Regions from separate parts of the Mus musculus genome. Here region 1 is linked to region 2. A link is a contact called in public HiChIP or PLAC-seq data. All regions are on one chromosome and are shown on one strand. Each heading gives the region's core, a stretch centred on a gene start, on an enhancer-like site or on the middle of the called end of the contact. The rest is flanking DNA. Distances are from core to core; before and after follow the strand shown.

Evidence for each region. HiChIP or PLAC-seq counts read pairs in DNA pulled down with a chosen protein or histone mark.
Region 1: a contact with region 2 is called in an H3K4me3 HiChIP or PLAC-seq map of neural tube, with 2.5 times the contacts expected there. The contact joins the promoter of Efna2 here to the promoter of Prtn3 in region 2. A contact is called at or near these places in 10 of 39 promoter capture datasets (cranial neural crest, embryonic stem cells, hematopoietic stem and progenitor cells and 5 more), 6 of 115 datasets of contacts at active chromatin or transcription factors (craniofacial prominence, embryonic midbrain, embryonic stem cells and 2 more) and 4 of 9 other capture datasets (adipose tissue, embryonic stem cells, liver and 1 more).

The regions. Positions count from the first base shown.
Region 1 is chr10:80,177,262-80,181,652 of GRCm38.p6, forward strand. Efna2 (ephrin A2) reads left to right here and starts at 2,221. Exons shown (of 4, transcript NM_007909.3): 1 at 2,221-2,629. The coding sequence starts at 2,502.
Region 2 is chr10:79,877,583-79,882,337 of GRCm38.p6, forward strand. Prtn3 (proteinase 3) reads left to right here and starts at 2,085. Exons shown (of 5, transcript NM_011178.2): 1 at 2,085-2,160; 2 at 2,846-3,011; 3 at 3,454-3,595; 4 at 4,353-4,583. The coding sequence starts at 2,094.

The sequences.
Region 1 (4,391 bases), core at 971-3,470, 300 kb after region 2:
TATTATTTCTTTGGGCTCCAGTGGGTGCCTATTGCTTGGGTTGGGCAAATATCTACCCTGTCCTTACTCTGCAGGTGGCAAGCTAGAAGGGGGGCACTTGTGGGATCCATAACCCACCCCCAACTCCCAACTGCCCAGCCCTGTCTCAGCTCAGGCGGGCAATTTGGTACAATTTATTCTGTAATGAGAAATTTCTCTCGGCATAATTTTAGCCTCCTGCCTGGCAATGTGGCCTTTGATGGCTGTAGAGTCACCAGACACTGAGATCAGGAGCCTGAGGCTTTGCCCTGTGTACCAGAGTGGCATGGGTGGGGCATGGGTGACCAACCAGGGTTGATGAGTGAAGCCTGGAGACAGGGTTGGCCCAGGGCCACTGAAGACCGTCAGTGTGGGTTTGAATCATAGGGTGAGCAATGGCCTGAGCACACAGCCCCAGCAGATGGTTGAAGGACCCAGATATCCCATAACAGATCTCACCTGATGGATCTGAAGCCACCTTTGACCCTGGTAACTCCTGACCTTCATTGATGCTTGTCTCCATGGTAGGCCCCTGACCTCTGACTATCTCCAAGGCAGGGTCTTATTTCCAGTGACCACTGGCCTCATGGTCTGAGGCAGGATGCCTGCGGAGGGCATGGGACTTCCTAGGCTCCCTGTCACTATGGTGGCCAGGCAGGGCTCCCTGGAACAAAAGGCCTTCTGAGGCCCTGCTCTCCCCTCATCTGTGTGTCCTCAGGAGCGACAGGCAGGCTTGGGAGGTAGAGTGGGGGACAGCCGCCTTTGTTCCTGTCCTCACTCTGGATCTGACCTTGAGACAACAGACAAGAACAGAAGGCAAAGCTTTCTGCTCAAATCCACTGGCGGCAGGCAGCTCTCAACTCGGTGGCCCCAGCATGCAAATGAGGCCTGGTGATGTGGCCTCCTTGCTAGGTGTCCTTGTGACTGGCCCTGGTGATTGAGAACCTAACAGATACAGTCTAGTAGATGAGACTACCCTCTTGGTTGCCCTCCCCATTGCAAAGGGGGTGCTCATGTCCCAGACAGGGCAGCTCCCCAACATTCACCTTTATGGGCAGAATGCTTAGACATGTGGCCCTGTGTCCTGTGGGTGCCACCAGGGCTTGACCTGGAAATCCCAGAATACCCTTGACAGCCAAGTTCAGGTCCCCAAGTAAAGCCGGGCCTACAAAGAGGAGAGACATATTTCAGTGGAGAGTGGGGACAGAGCACTTCCAGGTCTGGGTAAAGATTTCACATCTGTGCCCACCCAGTGTGTGTGTGTGTGTGTGTGTGTGTACACACAAGCACAAGTGAACACATGTTTATGTGTGTGGCATGTGGGGAACTTGTCACAGAAGGCCACATATCTAATTTCTACAGTGCCACCCTGGCCTTTTTGGTCCCAGGTAATAATAACACTGGCCAGCTTTAGCTTTTCCCAGTCCGCACACAGAAGGACATTTTAGAATCCAACTGCTCTGTGGTCCCCAACACCAAGCACAGGACCCAGCAAGTGAAAAACAAGCCAGCAAACCCATCTGGTTCACACAGCTCTGATCTAGGTGTTGTAGGGAAAGCCCTCCCTGAGCGAGCAAGCGAGCGAGTGTCCTTTCACCTGCCAGGAATTGGGGTGATTCCCAGAGTTCCTGAAGTGACTCCCAGAGGCCTCAAGGATGTACAGTCGAGGAGGATGGAAAGCTAGGAAAGGGTGACTTGGAACTTTAGTTCTTTTCTGCTGCGGTTTCATGTAGCCCAGGTTGGCCTAGAACCCTCTATGTAGCCGAGGATGACCTTGAATGTCTGATCCTTCTGCCTCAGCCTCCCGAATGCTGGGAGGGCAGGTGTGCACCACCACAACTGGCCTACGACTTCTTTGTTTTATCAGATCTGATCTGACACTGTAGCCTAGGATGGCCTGGAACTCGCGTCAATCCTCCTGCCTCAGCCTCCTAAGTACTGAGATGCCAGGCGCGGCGCAAACAAGCACTTCGCTACAACCTACCCAGGGTGGGGCCACAAAGCCCCCCCACCCCCGCACAAGCTCAGCGCTCTGGGGTCCCCTTCCCGATGCGGGAGGCTAGGGCGGGACCCTGGGGATCCGCGGCAGAGTCTGCGCGAGTCTGGCCGGGGCGGGGCCCGGGCAGAGGCTTGGAGGGTCCGGGGCGCGGCGGGAGGGGGCGCCCGCGACCCTCCAAGACGCTCCAGCGGGGACAAAGGCGAGGGGAGCCCCCGCGCCCGGGGAACCCGGGAGAGCGCCTTGCGCAGTGCACCGCTCGGGCCTCTGCCCCGCGCCGCCGTCGCCGCCGCCGCCGCCGCCGCCGCCGCCGCCTGGTTTCTCGGCGCCCGCGGTCTACGGCGGGGGCCGCGCGCAGAGGCGGGGCGGCAGATCTCCAAGCGCGCGCGGCGCTCCGCCCGCTCGGCGGCGGAGGCGGAGGCGGAGACGGCGGGGCCAGGCGGCGGCTGGAGAGCGAGGGAGCGAGCGCGGCGGCAGCACCGGGGCCATGGCGCCCGCGCAGCGCCCGCTGCTGCCGCTGCTGCTGCTGCTGCTGCCGCTGCGTGCGCGCAACGAGGACCCGGCCCGGGCCAACGCTGACCGATACGCAGTCTACTGGAACCGTAGCAACCCCAGGTGAGCTTGATTGGGGGAACCCCCGGGGACCCCAAGAGGCCCCAGCCCTGGGGATTGCAGCGCACGGACCTCCTCCTGAACTTCGGGGGTGCCTAGTATTCCCCCAAGAGCTCCTGGACTTTGGGGGAAGCCCTCTGCACCCTCAGACTCAGGAGTTCCTTCTCTGTACTTGCTTGGGGGACACCCTTGAACCCCTGGCCTCTTGGAGGAGGGAGCACCCTGGAGGGCTGAGGGTTTGGCAAATATCCCTGGGGACTTCCCTTCCACCCAAGGAATCCCCGGACTTGGCTCTTTTGAGAAGGTTCTGAGAGTCCTGTCTTTGGTTCTCCAGATGAACTTGGGGAAGTTACAAAATCCCCTTTCTACCCCTATGTTCACTCGTTCACTCCAAGGGGTGCTCCAATCCCCCAGACACTTTAGAGGAACAGAGGGGACCAGGCACCAAAGCGACGGAGGTCAGTTTGAGGGGTGCAGCCTAGGCTTATCGTTTTCCACCTTTGTAGCTGCGGGGGGAAACTGAGGTGCAGGAGCCAGGAGGGGCTGCCTCAAGGTCATGCCCAGAGAACTGGTGCTAGGGCTGGAGACCCTGGTGGTACCCAGCCTGCCACACCCAGCAAGGCACCGGGTCCTGCCTGTCTGTTTGGTGGCACCCCATGGGTCAGACCCTGCCAGGCACTGGGTACAGTCAGGGGACACAGCAGAAGCCACTGTTACAGGCTGAGTAAAAAGTTTACAGCCACTGACCACATTCTGGAAAGCATAGAACCTTCCGGGTCAGAAGGGTCTCAGAAGTGGGGGCATGCTGGAGGGTGTCTTGGGAGATAGGCTTTGGGGTTCCAAGGCTTGGGTGCAGTATAGATCGAGAGTCCCCATGTGTCCGAGGCTGGCCAGTGAGGAACTTAGTTGATGGATCAGCCAAGCTGCCCTCTTGATCCATCAACAGAAAGTTGCAAAAAAAAGGTGGTCTTTGAGGCAAGCTGTGGCACAAGGGCCAACAGTGTCTCTCGGTGGGAGTGGGAGCTCTCTGTCCCCTACCATCAAGGCAGAGCTGTGAGGTCAGCTCCTTTGGGCTGAGGGCAGGGACCCCAGGTCCTCTCAGCAACCTGGCAGGACCATCGCTCAGTGGGCCCCCTACCCCCACGGCCCGCCAGCTACACTGGTCACATGTGGGTTTGATTAACACTCAGTGGCCGTGCAGGGAGCAGGGTGAGACTTCCTTGGCCTAAGTTTTCTAGTTTTAGCTTGTGGAGTCTCTGTCCCCAGTATGGCCTGTCCTTTGTCTGGAAAAAGCACAGAGGATGGAGGGAGGGGGTATGGAGAAGAAGGAAAAGGGTCATGGCTGCCCCTAATGGCCTTACTTGCCGTGGAGACACGGTCATGGGGCTGCAGGCTGGAACCCTGACTCTGGAAGGATGGAGGTGTCCCCTGCCACCACCAGGGTCCAGCTCAGGCTTGCCACCTCCTGTTGCTGTGTATCAGGGCAGGCTGCCTGAGAGGACAGACAGCTAGGCAGGTAGCAGAGCCAACCCCTAAGGTTGTATGTGTGTGTGTGTGTGTGTGTGTGTGTGTGTGTGTGTGTGTGTGTGTATGTGTGTGTGTTTGGAGGGCTCCTAGGTCCTTGTCTCTTCCTTGGGTTTCTTTCTGTTGTTGACCCTGCTGAGCACCCGACAGTGGGGCCTGAGGACAGATGACCACCATACCCCAGCTTTACCCATGACATTGTCATTGGCACAGCACATGGTGGGGTGTGTGTGTGTGCTGT
Region 2 (4,755 bases), core at 835-3,334:
CCAACCTGGTCTACAGAGTGAGTTCCAGGTCATCCTCAGTTCCGTAGGGAATCTGGAGCCAACCTGGGCTACATGAGACCTTGTCTTAAAATGATGGGACGAATAAATAGACAGTTCTCAGAGGTGCACTTAGCCCTGACCAGGACATAGCCCACATCATGGTTCCTGAGTAGCATGAGACAGAACCAGGTGTAGAAGCTCAGTGCATTCTCTCTGAAGAGCGGGGACGCTGGGGACTCTACCACCCAGGGAACCCTGAAGTGCACAAAAGATGCTGAGGACTCGGGGTCATGGCCTCAAGCAGGAAGGGGCGGGGGAAGGATTGGCGATGGTCCGATGGTCCAGAGTCATGCAGCCGTTGTGTTGTGTAAGAAGTCCGGGAACAGAGAGGCAAGTCCCGGAAGCCTGCGGACCTCTGCCAGCGGCAAGGCTTCATTTCAAAATGAAACCACACAACCTTTTCTTTCTCTCTTTTCCTTTTTTCCAGCCCCCCAGGTCTGTGGTTTCTTTCTCTTCGTGTGGTTTATTCTTTTAACTTAATGAATTTCCTTCCTTATTTATGAGCCACTGAGATGGCTCAGTGGGGAAAGGCGCTTGCTGCCAAACCTCAGGGTCTCTGTTCAGTTCTGGGGACTCACACAGTGGACGGAGAGAACTTACTCTTGACTGTTATCCTCCGACCCGCTGTGCAGACACGACACACATGCACACATGGAGAAGTTCGTTCATATAGGAATGAATGCATTAACTTTGTACTCCTGGGATGGAACTCAGGGCCTTATGCAGCCTAAGCAAGTGCTCAATACTTGGCTGTATCCCAGTGTTCTATGGGTTTAGACTATTTCATTTATTGATTTTTTTTTTTTTAGGTTTGAGACAGGGTTTCTGTGTAGCCCTGGCTGTCCAGGAACTCGCTCTGTAGACCAGGCTGGCCTCGAACTCACAAGAGCTCCTCTTGCCTCTGCCTCCTGAGTGCTGGGATTAAATGCGTGTGCCACCATTGCTGTGCTAGACTATTTTATAATAAATGAATATATTTGCTCTGTGATCCCAGCACAGAGGCAGGAGGATTGATGTTGGTTTGGGATTTAATAAACAGGGGTGGATGGGGAGGGAAAGGGCCAGATAGCTCAGTGGGTAAAGCACTATGGCAGAAGGGAGGGCTGCAGTTCCAGTCCCCAGAACCCGTGTCCACAGCGGAGACAGCCTCCTGTATTTCCGAGCATTTGTGTAAGGAGGCCCAGAAGAAGACAGGGACACCTCTCCCCCAACAAGCTAGAGAGCTGATTGACTGAAACCTTAGAGAGAGCCCCTGCCTCAATATAAGGTGGAGAGTCACTGAGGAAGATACCTTGTGTCAACCTCAGGCCACTCTATGCATGTGCATCCACACATGCCTATGCAGAAAGAAAGAAAGAAAGAAAGAAAGAAAGAAAGAAAGAAAGAAAGAAAGAAAGAAAGAGAGAGAGAGAGAGAGAAAGAAAGATTAAAAAATTTAAGATATATAAATTAAAAAGAAATAAAACACACACACAATATATATATTTATATGAAAAAAAACCAGTAAAGAGAAAAGAATAGGAAATTATCCCAGTGCAGAAGTGCATACTTGTCATCCGAGCGTGCAGGAGGCTGAGGCAGAAGGAACCTTGGATACGTGGTGAGTTCATGGCTAGCCAGGGTTACATGCAACCCTGTTTAAAATGAACACACATACACACACACACACACACACACACACACACACACACTACAACATTAGAGGAGAAATAATGAACTCCCAAAGTAAAATCTAGGCAGGTTATTAATGGGGAGGGTCATCGATGGGGGGTGTATCACAGGATCTGTGGATCATAGCTGAGTGGGTACTAAAGTGGCTTGTCCCAGGACCCTCAGCACGCTCTGGGTGGCAGAGGGCTTCCTGTGCCTCCAGAGAGACCCCCTGCGTCCTGCCCTACTGCAAACATTCCTGGGCCCCCAAACTGGAAGGAGGAAGTGGGACCCACAGCCCAGCCTTTAGCCACTGTTCAACGGCTCCCGGCAGAGCTGGGCTATAAGAGGGCCCCAGCAAGCAGGATGCCAGGAGCCTGGCCATGGCTGGAAGCTACCCATCCCCCAAGGGGATCCATCCCTTCCTGCTGCTTGCCCTGGTGGTTGGTGGTGAGTGTGTGTGTGGGTGGGGGGGTGGGGAGCTGTTCATTAACCAGCACCTTCCTAGAATAGCTGGGAAGGTCAGGGCATCCCCTGGTTAAATGCTTGGGAAGGAAAGAATGAGAGGGGGCATTGACTGCTTTCCTTCTGTTTTAGGGTTCTTTTTTAGACAGAGTCTTAAGTAGCCCAGGCTGGCCTTTGCTACATTATAGCAAATCAGCTTTGACCTCCTGGCCCTCATGCCTCATCTCAGTACTGGGGTAGCAAGCTCCCATGCTGTGTTTCTGTGGCACTGGATGTGGGACCTAGGGCTTTGTGCGTGTAAGCCACGACTCTACCCACTGAACCCAACACCAGCTTCAGCCCTTGATGGGTTCTTACTGTATGTGTGCCGCCCACGGACTCTCACTGCAGGGAGGAATTTCCAGGGAATCAGGAATTACCAGCCAAGCTGAATGGCGCACATCTTTAATCCCAGCAGTTGGGAGGCAGAGGCATGCAGATCTCGCTGAGTTCAAGGCCACCCTGGACCACAGTGTGAGACACTATCTCAAAACAAAATAATACGTGTAGACTCAAGTCAGCCCCCGACTCCTCCCCAGGCACAGGTCACTTTAAAACCATAGGTAGAACAGACTGTGGCTCTCATGGCTGGAACCCTTCAGGCTGCATTCCTGACACCTACTTCCCCTAGGCGCAGTCCAGGCCTCCAAGATTGTAGGTGGGCACGAGGCTCGGCCCCACTCTCGGCCTTATGTGGCATCCCTGCAGCTGAGCAGGTTCCCTGGGAGCCACTTCTGTGGTGGCACCCTGATCCACCCGAGATTCGTGCTGACAGCCGCCCACTGCCTGCAGGACATGTGAGTTCAGGAGACAGCGAGGGAGTGGCAGGTCTGAACTGACAGCAAAGCCCTGGATGGGTACCTCATAGTCTCTTCCCCTTCCAAAGGCTCCCTCTAGACCTGCCTCAGCTCTTCCCCATGCGTTCTCCAGGAGATTATTTCAACAGAGACTTTCTCTCACCTAGAATCCCCCAGTGAAGGGGATAGGGGAGTGGTTAGGGTAAATATCCCTTCTAGAATTCCCCAGGGAAGGGTCTGTGGGCACGGTCAGGGTAGAGTTCCTCCTACCTGCCTAGAATCCCCCAGTGAGCGACTAGGGGGCGTGGTTATGGTAGAGCCCCACCTGGATTCCTCCCAGAGGGCGTGGTCAGGGGTGGAGCACTTGGTAACGTGTTGAAGGATCGATCCGGGTTCCATCCCTTTCCCTACAACAAACAACATCCCACAACCTTCACTGCAGCTCCTGGCAGCTTGTGACAGTGGTGCTGGGTGCCCACGACCTGCTGAGCTCGGAGCCTGAGCAGCAGAAGTTCACCATCAGTCAGGTCTTCCAGAACAATTACAACCCCGAGGAGAACCTCAATGACGTGCTTCTCCTCCAGGTAGGTCGGGTTCTGGGGATCCATTGCTGCAGAAGACACGTAGGGAAAACCTACTGTGTGCCATGCTAGGACCATGGAGCCGTCATAGTGTGGGACCCGGGTCTGTCCCTTAGCTTCTGACCTGGCTGGCTGTGTTTCCTGTCTGGTGCGCTTGGTTAGTGGTCCTGTTAGACCTGGGCCTGGGGTTAAGCCTGTGGCTAGCTTGAGGTTTGGGGTTAAGGTTACTAGAGCCAAGATCAGATATAGGATAAGGATGGTTAAATTAGGGTTCGATCTAAGTCCTGGTGGAGGGGTATGGCCTATGGTCCACATGATGCTAACTTTAGGATTGCTGCTTGGACTCGGCCCAGGCTGAGAGCTAAGGGTAAGGCTAAGTTTTGGTTACCGTTATGGCTAATGACTAGGCCATGGGTAGGGCTCAGTTAGGCTTAGGGCTATGGTCAGTGTTTAGTTAAAGGGGAAACTGAGCCTGAGTAAGGGTCTGGGTCAGAATTAAAGTTAAGGCATTGAATTGAGTTTGGGCACTGCACAGCATTCAATGTGACCTCTTGTTATCTTTACTCTGCACCATGCCGGACATATCAACAGCTCTCTACAGAGCTTCCTCCAAAGGGCTAAGACTGTTCACCAAAGACGTTTTGAAGCTCTGCACAGATCAGGGTATTCAGCTGCTGCACTCCAAGCGCCGGGGATATGGGGTTTCTAGAAAGGGCAAAAGAGTGGAAGAGACGAGTCCTCACGTCCTTTTTTCCTATAGCTAAACCGGACAGCCTCCCTGGGCAAGGAGGTGGCGGTGGCTTCTCTGCCCCAGCAGGACCAGACTCTGTCCCAGGGCACCCAGTGCCTGGCCATGGGCTGGGGTCGCCTGGGCACCCAAGCACCCACGCCCCGTGTGCTGCAGGAACTGAACGTCACGGTGGTCACCTTCCTATGCCGGGAACACAACGTGTGCACGCTGGTGCCACGGAGGGCAGCAGGCATATGCTTCGTGAGTACTCAGCTCGGTCGCAGGAGGCGTGGCCTGTGATGGATCCCCATGAAGGGCGGGTCCAAGGGCGAGGCGATTCTTTGGGACGGGGCCTGCGGTGGGGCTGGCTTATGATTCGGTTCCGTGGCCTGTGGGGGAGGGCGAGCCTTATGGAAGGTGGGGGTCATCGGAG